Regions from separate parts of the Mus musculus genome. Here region 1 is linked to region 2. Evidence: chromatin contacts called from public HiChIP or PLAC-seq data. All regions are on one chromosome and are shown on one strand. The core of a region is the stretch at or near the end of the contact, and the rest is flanking DNA. Distances in the headings are between cores, read along the strand shown. Region 1 holds the start of Hemk1 (HemK methyltransferase family member 1). Region 2 holds the start of Gnai2 (guanine nucleotide binding protein (G protein), alpha inhibiting 2).

Region 1 (4,073 bases), core at 318-2,817, 300 kb after region 2:
ATCCCCAACCATTTAAAACTACCCTCACCCCATCCCCTAAACAGACTGTGTGTAACCCAGGATGGCCCGATACTTATTATGTTGCCCAGGTTAGTCTTGAACCAAGGCAATCCTCCACCTCCTGGGTGCTTGGGTTTTAATTTTTAATTAATTAGTTTCATGTGTGAGGATGTTTTGTCTGCACACGTATCTGTACACTACATATGTGTCTGGTGTTCAAGGAAGCCAGAAGAGGGCATTGGATCCTCTGGTACTGGAGTTACAGACTGCTGTTAGCCTCCTTGTAGGTGCTCAAAATTGAACCTGGGTCCTTTGGAAAAGCAGCCAGTGCTCTTAACCACTGAGGCATTTCTCCAGACCCCCTTGTACTGGGACTTATAGGTGTGCACCAGTACACCCAACTCCCAGCCCCTCTCCCTTTTTACTCAAGTATTTTATTTTTTACTTTTTTGAAGCAGGATTTCATGTAGCCCAGTCTGGCCTTAAAAGATGAGTTTCTGGTTTCCCTGCCTCCACCTGCTGAAAACTAGGATTTATAAGTATTACCAAACCCCATTTGTGGGCATCAAACCCAGAGTTGTGTGACTGTTAGGTGAGCACATCAATTGAGCTACCCCGTGAACTATTTATTTTTGAATATTTTATGTTATTTCTTAAAATTATAAGTATGTATGTTTGGATGGGTATGTGTACATGGGTGCTTGGAATTGAAACCCAGTTCTCTGCAAGAGCAGTATGTGTTCCTAACCGCTGAGCCATCTCTTCAAGGTCCCGTCCCACCTTTTAAATTTTGAGACAGATTTTTACTAAATTACTCAGGATGGCTTTGAATGTATGGTCCTCCTGCGTCAGCTTCTCCAGAAGCTGTGATTACGTGCCTGCACAACCAGGTCTTGCTATGAATATTACAAAAGATACAACTAAAGCCTAGAAGGTCTGGGCATTTAAACAAAGTTAAACAACGAGCTGCCAACAGAATCAGGATGTAAATCCAGTTTTCCAGTATTCGCTGTTTTGCTATCTGCTCCAAATTCTATGTGCGTGTGAGGTCAGGAGGGTCCTTAGAAACTGGGTCCCTTTCCGAAAACAGAGACTGCCCCCAAACACTGAAACCCAGTCACACGCTGCTAGACCTATCTTACAAGCAGTTAGAACAACGCACCCACCTCCCGCCCCCCAAAATCTGGCTCTCAAGCCCAGCACACGTGGGTGACACCCTCGCGGTTTGTTTTTTGCCCACACTCCGCCCCAGCTGGATATGTAAACGTTTGCTTCAAGCAATCACCGCAGGCTGGAGCCATATCTCTGTTGAGACCTTAAGGAAGACTAGTGGGTCTGGGACCCAGCAGAGCATCTCTCACATTCCTGTACTTCCCCTTAGGGGGGCTGCAGATGCTGGCCAGTTGAGCCTCCTCAGCATCCCACAGTCTTCAAAGGAAAATCCGGCCACTTTAGGAACCCTAGACCAAGGAGACGCGGTTCACCGGAGCCCTTTCTCAACAGCACCGAGGCGGAAGCAAGGCGCCGAGGGAGTGCACTACAGGTTACGCACATCCGGGGTGGGGTGGGGGGGCGCTAACCCTGGGTCAATTTTCTGGTACTTGTGTGTGGGCCGGGCGAGCGTGCATGCCCTCTGGTAGGTATGCACCAGAGCAGGAGATCCGGATGGGAAATGCATGGCCGCAACGTTGATTTTGAGACAGGGATGGCCCTCTCCCTCGCTTTCAGGGGTGGAGAGAGGGCGCGCTTATATCGTTGATAATGTGTTTGCGGATCTGGGATGGACGCTGTGTCGAGGCTTGGAGATTTGGTTCCTTCCGTAGCTGGGTACTGGTGGACCCAGTTGCGTCAGGAATCTAGCAGAACCGGATTTGTGTTCTGCCCGGGGTATTTTATACCTGAGTTACCGTGGGCAAGTTGCTTTCCTCTTCTGGAGCCCTGTCTGAGAGGATGTGGCAGTTAGCAGGTTCTCGCAAATCTTAGTTTGGACCTTACTTAGTTTGGAAGTAGAGGGGACCACAGATTTTATGTTTTCAGATAACTTGTTTATGCTAACTTAAGCGTAACATTGTTCATTATGGGTTAAAATAGAGGCAACGTTTCAGCTTCTAAACAATAAGGAATGTCACAAGCCAAGCTCCCAAGCACGGCAGTCTCCTGCCATCTGTTAGTGAGTCCCAAGGGTCTTCCAGGCCCCTGATAGTCGTTGGTCAAGGCACCACTCTCCAGAAAGCTAGTGTTATTTATTTCTCCCACATTAGGAGCAAACTGGAAGTCAGAAACAACGGCTCAACTGCACTCACTCACACTGGGGTCTGACATAGGTCTAACCTACTCCCAAACCTACACCTTGACTCTTAACAGGACAGAGCCCTGCCAGTTCAACCTACCTATGCTAAAAATAACAAAACGTTACTGGCCAAGACAAGAAGGAGTCAGATAGCTGGCTGGGGATATGAATATAGTCCAGGAGGCGACAGACTAAAAAGCACACCCTTTCCTGGCACATTTTGAGTCTTTTTCCACATCCTTCTTTAGGGTAGCAGAAACATCTGAGAAACAAAACAGAGAACTGGAACCCATGACTGATTCTTCACCCAGCCCAGCCCAGGGATCACCCTGAGCCCCTACCTCAGTGCAGATAGCACAAGAGAGACTCAGGCACTTGGAAGCCTTTCTCCAAGAATGAAGCTCTGGGGACAAATACTTTGGACCCTTCTATCTGTTCCCCGAGGAAGGAGGGGAGTCCTCCAGGGCTGGGCCTTCAACTCATGGAAGACTTATTCATCCCTGACTGGGCCGTTGAGTGCCACAGGGATGGTTAATCACTGGACACGGGTCTTTGAGGAAAGAGGTATCCCAGAGGCCCGGGAATCCAGTGAGTACATCGTGGCTCATGTCCTCGGAGCCAAAACAGTTAAGTGTAATGTTAGGGAGGACAGGGAGAGGGAGGAGGGAACTCTCTGGGGAATAGATAGTGAAAGGGGGGTTGTTTTATTTGTTTTTATTTTGTTTGGTTTTAATTTTTGCCTCAATCGGGCTGCTTAATTGAGTCGGGTGGGATTTTGCTGAACAAATGTTTCAGGCAGACATGTATTCATTCATCCAACAAACTACTGCAGTGTGTTCCAGGTACTGTGTGTTCCGGGATGATTAAGTGGCTAGTGTTGAGTTGACAGACATTGTCCACACAAACCTGGGTGTGTGTCCCTAGACCAAGGGAGCCAGCCACTCACATTCTCCATGGGAACAGTTTCAGAGCCTGAAACCAGCACTTTGGACCAAGCCACTGACCCCTCAACAATTGGAATGCATCCAGGAGCTATGTGGCCGTAGATTACAGAGGTAAGCACCCATGGACCGATCCGAGGACTCTACAGAGATCCATCTTTCACCGGTTCCACCAAATTATGGCCAGGGAGGAGTAAAGTGTCTGAGGTCGAGAGGGATCTGTTGGGGTAAGGAGGTAGGAGGAGAGGGACTGGTGTTGTAAATTGAAAGAAGGGAAAGGCTAGTCTGTTTGTCCTAGGGTACTGCAGTCAGGACCCTGCTGAATAGCCTTAGCTACATTAGTCCTCAGTTGAGCTCTGGCCTTATTCATCCTGGTCCTGGTCCTGATGACTCCCTGGATACTCCTCCTGCAGGATGCCGGTGCAGTATATCCTTGGGGAGTGGGACTTTCAGGGGCTCAGTCTGAAGATGGTACCCCCAGTGTTCATCCCTCGGCCAGAGACAGAAGTGAGTATCTCACTAAGACAGGATGAAGATGAGAAAAAGGTTCAAGGCACCCGTCTTGCTCCAGACTTCCTCCAGGGGGCGCTCGGGCCCCATGGCTGCCATTCACAGCACCTTTCACACATAAGTCTTGCTGGCTAGGTTGACTGAGCCATGATTGAGGATCCTTCTTGCCCCCTCCCTTTGACTCTCTTTAAATTCCAAACCTCTGCCCCAGCCTCAGTGACCAGAAGTGACAGAGAATGGTTCAAGTAGTGCTCAACTTACTGTGTTCATTAGAAGCTATCCTATGGGCCCATGGCAGACTCAACCCATGGGAAATAAGTGGCCTTCAGCAA
Region 2 (4,306 bases), core at 1,339-3,838:
GCTGAGATTGAAGGTATCCACCACTACTCCTCTGACTTCTAACGAAGTTTAAAGCAGCCTTTTGCAAGGTTTTTATCCTCAGGGAGCCAGAGGTTTGTAGAATGGAAGTGACACGCTTTCTCTCAGTCATCCTAACAGTGGCATATTTGGTGGGTGTGAAGTGCTAGCTCTGGCTAGTGGGAAGGACCATGAAGTGACTGCCCAGGAATGGGTACCAGTAGGGCAGGATAGACTCAGTTCTGGGCACCATGGATTTGAGGGAGTCTGAGGTATCTGGGAGAGGCTAACAGACAGGAAGAAATCAGAGGAGATAACCATGCGAGTAGTTCAGAATGGACGGGAACTGAGGGTAGAATGGAGGGAACTGAGGGTGACTGGAGTGACAGAGGCCTTGCCATATCCCTGGGGACTCACATGGAAATGAAAAAGAAAGAGCAGCCAAAGCCTTGGAAGTCGGAGTTGCCAGACTCCCTAGGAAGAATATGGAACTGGGAAGGCAGGGCTGGCTGCGAGGAAGGGAGCAAGGGCTACAGGATCTAGCTCAGGCCTGGGGAAGGCAATGCATTCTTGCTCTTCCTCCATTGACTGGGGTCTGGATGCTGCCCACCTCCCTAGAGTGGGGCCTCCAAGGGGCTGACAGGTTCGCTCGTTGCCTGGCAACTGAGAGAGCTGTTGGCTGTTGCTAGGAGCAGACTAGGGAGGCCAGAGGAGCAAAGCTCTAAAGCACAGGGCTGGGCCGAGGGGGAAGGGGCTGGCTGGAAGAGGGATCTGTCTGTCTTCAGCGTGTAGTAGACTGTGCTCGGCTGTGTGTGCTCATGTCCATGGTGTGTTCTGTGAATCTGTCACGTTGGAGGTAAGTCCTACAAGTGGATAGATAGATAGATAGATAGATAGATAGATAGATAGATAGATAGATAGATAGATAGATAGAGAACAGCACTGTCCACAGGTAGCAGTATGTGTTCTTATCCTATTTCTTGCATGCCTAGGGCAGGGCCCGCTTAGGCTTCAGGTAGGTTCCCCGAGGGAACCACTGGATGATTACAGGCTAATGACACCTCCACAGGGAAGACATTCTGATGATTGAGACACACGGACACTCCAGAGCAAGCCAGCAAGTTGGAGGGTAGAAGCTGGAACACGCGCTTTGTCCAGGTAGTGCTGTTCTCACAGGAGGCTGTGTCCAACTCTTTTTTTTTTAAACATTTATTTATTATTATATGTAAGTACACTGTAGCTGTCTTCAGACACCCCAGAAGAGGGTCTCAGATCTCATTATAGATGGTTGTGAGCCACCATGTGGTTGCTGGGATTTGAACTCGGGACCTGCGGAAGAGCAGTCAATGCTCTTAACCGCTGAGCCATCCCTCCCGCCCCCCATTTATTTATTATTACATGTAAGTACACTGTAGCTGTCTTCAGACACACCAGAAGAAGGTGTCAGATCTCATTAAGGATGGTTGTGAGCCACCATGTGGGTACTGGGATTTGAACTCAGGATCTCCAGAAGAGCAGTCGGCACTCTTAACCGCTGAGTCATCTCTCCAGCCCTGTGACCAACTCTTAATGGCAGTGTCCTTCTCTGGCTTTAGTCTGGGGCCACTCAGAACACCTTGCACACTTCAATCGTCCAATCAAAGTTGGTGGGTCATAGGCCCCTCTTAAAAAGCAGATCACAAAGATTGGAAATAGCTCCACTTCCACCTTTGCACAGCCACAGGATCACAGCCACTACCCAGAAGAGACATGGAACTGAAGAAGCCTCTAGAAGCTGACAGAGGATGGAAGGAACAGATTATAGGATCATGGCAACGTTTGTTTCCTTAAGTCCAATGACAACTCTCTCTTGTCTATCTCTCCTAGAGTCCAGTCTCATTGGTCTCTGGTTGAAGCCCCGGATTGCTGCCTGCAGGAGAAAGGTTCCCAACCTATCAGGCAAAAGGACGACGTTTAGATGACAGAAGATAGTCCACTCAAAGGTGTAAAGGCGGCAGTGAACTCTTTTTGTTTTTAATGTGGTGCAACCTACACAGAAGAGGAGGGGGCGCTGCTTTAAAGAAAATCGAGGTCCAGAAAGAGATCATGTGACCCTCCGCAGAGTTTAGTAGATCTCCAAATAAGTTTATAGGCTCAGTTTTAGCAAGTGAAGAAGACACACCTCCTCCATCTTACTCTCATAATTCACAAATGCTCAGAGTCCTGGTTTCTATTTGGCCTGTGGCGAGGGCAGGTAGTCCTGACCCTTGGGCTACTAGATCAACTAGTCCTACAGTCCAGAAACAGAGCCTCAGGCTCTCAGCATCCAATCGGAGACTAGCTCCTCCTGCAGCCCGCCCAGAGGCCTAAGCCTGTGTTAGCTCTACCCTTGGTGTCTTCCCTCGTTGCGGCCCCGCTCTCAGCTTGCGCCTAAGGCTGGACTGAGCCTAACTTCTCCCTTGGCTCCGCCCTCCAACCAATCACCATCCCTAAATTTCCTTCGGCCCCTCCTCCAGACCCGCCCCGGCCCAGTCGCGGGCTTGGTTCGCCCGGGCCCCACCCCTGGCCCGCCCCGCCGTCGGTGCGCGGCGGCCGGGAAGGCGCCTCCCGCAGTCGCTCGGAACTGCGGACCTGAGAGCTTCCCGCAGAGGGCCGGCGGTGGGAGCGGAGTGGGTCGGGCGGGGCCGAGCCGGGCCGTGGGCCGTGTGGGGGCCAGGCCGGGCCGGCGGACGGCAGGATGGGCTGCACCGTGAGCGCCGAGGACAAGGCGGCAGCCGAGCGCTCTAAAATGATCGACAAGAACCTGCGGGAGGACGGCGAGAAGGCGGCGCGGGAGGTGAAGTTGCTTCTGTTAGGTGAGGCAGCGCCCCGTTCTGGGACCCTTGACTCTCTACGCTAATCCCCAGACAAGGACCTGAAACTGCTCAGCCTGGCCTTGCACCCTACACCTGCGCTTGAAACCAGTAGGAGCCACCCTTTTAAGATCCGAAACTCTGGATTGGTCTAGATTTATAATCCTAGTCCAGACTTCATTCAGACCCTCAACTCATCCCAGATCCCACACACCAAACCTTGTATGACTATCTCCCCCCCCCCTTGTTATCCAGTCTCAAGAGAACTCAGACCCTGCCGTGTATTTCCGCACTTTCTCAGGCTTTTCTTAAACCCTCAGCACCCTGCCGGCTCCCACCTTCAAGCCCCACCTGTTCTATTTCTCTTGGCACGAGCATTCCTTGGGACCCTGGTCAAGCCTCGACCCACTCCCTCTTTTCCTTACTCTGGGATCTGTATTCTCCCTCTTTGCACTCTGACCCTTCAAGAACCTCTTTAAGAGGGAAACTGACTACTCTCAAGTTCTCTGTAGCAGGATTCCCCGCAGGGCCTCTGTTCCAGGTCACCAGATCTCTCTTTCTCTCTGTGTGTGTGTGTCTCTCTCTCTCTCTCTGTCTCTCTCCCTCCCTCTCTCTGCAGGTATCAACCCCCAAATCATCTGCCCCTCTTTTAAGGCTTTTCTCACACTCTGCCGTTCCCTTGCTTCTGCGCCCTCCTGCCCCAGGTGGGCCTTGTTGATAGGAGGAGGGGCACCAGGGGCTGGGGTGGGCCTAGGCTGAGCTGGGCAGACCCTTTGCAAGAGGTTGGTCTGACTCTGAGAGTCACACTGGGAAACAGGGGCCAGGCCTCTAGCATTTGCGGGAAGTTCCATTCCCTGGGATCCAAGGCTTGTCTGGGCCAGGGCCAGGGGAGTCTGGGCAATAGGAGGGAACATGGAGGAGTTAGGGTTGTTGTCACTTCCAAGGCCAAGGAAGATGGTGGCTGCTGGGATGGGGGGGAAGTGGAAGTAGTGAACCAACCGACATATTGCTGCCCCTGTGTGCCGGCCTGGAGAGATCTGCTGACGGCTGCTGGGCTTCTCACACTCGGGGCTGGAACGCCAGGGATATGGCCTAGGATACTGAGTAGACCTGTTGGTTCCCCAGAGGAATACTGTGATGTGGGGGTGGTGGGCAAGCTGAATGAGGGGCTGGTAAGGAGTCTGCTGCCTGTAGCCCCGTGTGCGCTCAAGCATCCCAGCTAGGCTTTGGCAGAGGCAGTGGGCCTGATGCTTGTGTCCAGACCCACACCGGTCGTCAGAGTGGCTCCCTGTGGAAGCCTGACTTGAGAAGACCAGTTCCTCTGGATTGTGGGGAGCAAGGCCCTAGCAGCAGCAGAAGCCGCGCAGCAGCGTAATCGGCTGGATAGTATGTGGGGGGGTGTGGCCCCTCAGCCCCAGGGCCGCCTTGGGGGCCTGCATGCTGTGAAAAGCCTGGCTTTTTTTATTTTTTATTTTTTG

What was found. HiChIP or PLAC-seq counts read pairs in DNA pulled down with a chosen protein or histone mark.
Region 1: an H3K4me3 HiChIP or PLAC-seq map of embryonic stem cells shows a contact between it and region 2, with 12 read pairs. The contact joins the promoter of Hemk1 here to the promoter of Gnai2 in region 2. A contact is called at or near these places in 6 of 115 datasets of contacts at active chromatin or transcription factors (embryonic stem cells, neural tube, pro-B cells and 1 more).

The regions. Positions count from the first base shown.
Region 1 is chr9:107,335,844-107,339,916 of GRCm38.p6, reverse strand. Hemk1 (HemK methyltransferase family member 1) reads left to right here and starts at 1,567. Exons shown (of 11, transcript NM_133984.2): 1 at 1,567-1,636; 2 at 2,539-2,916; 3 at 3,254-3,345; 4 at 3,645-3,738. The coding sequence starts at 2,686.
Region 2 is chr9:107,633,625-107,637,930 of GRCm38.p6, reverse strand. It overlaps Gnai2 (guanine nucleotide binding protein (G protein), alpha inhibiting 2), which reads left to right and starts at 2,588. Exons shown (of 9, transcript NM_008138.5): 1 at 2,588-2,831. The coding sequence starts at 2,714.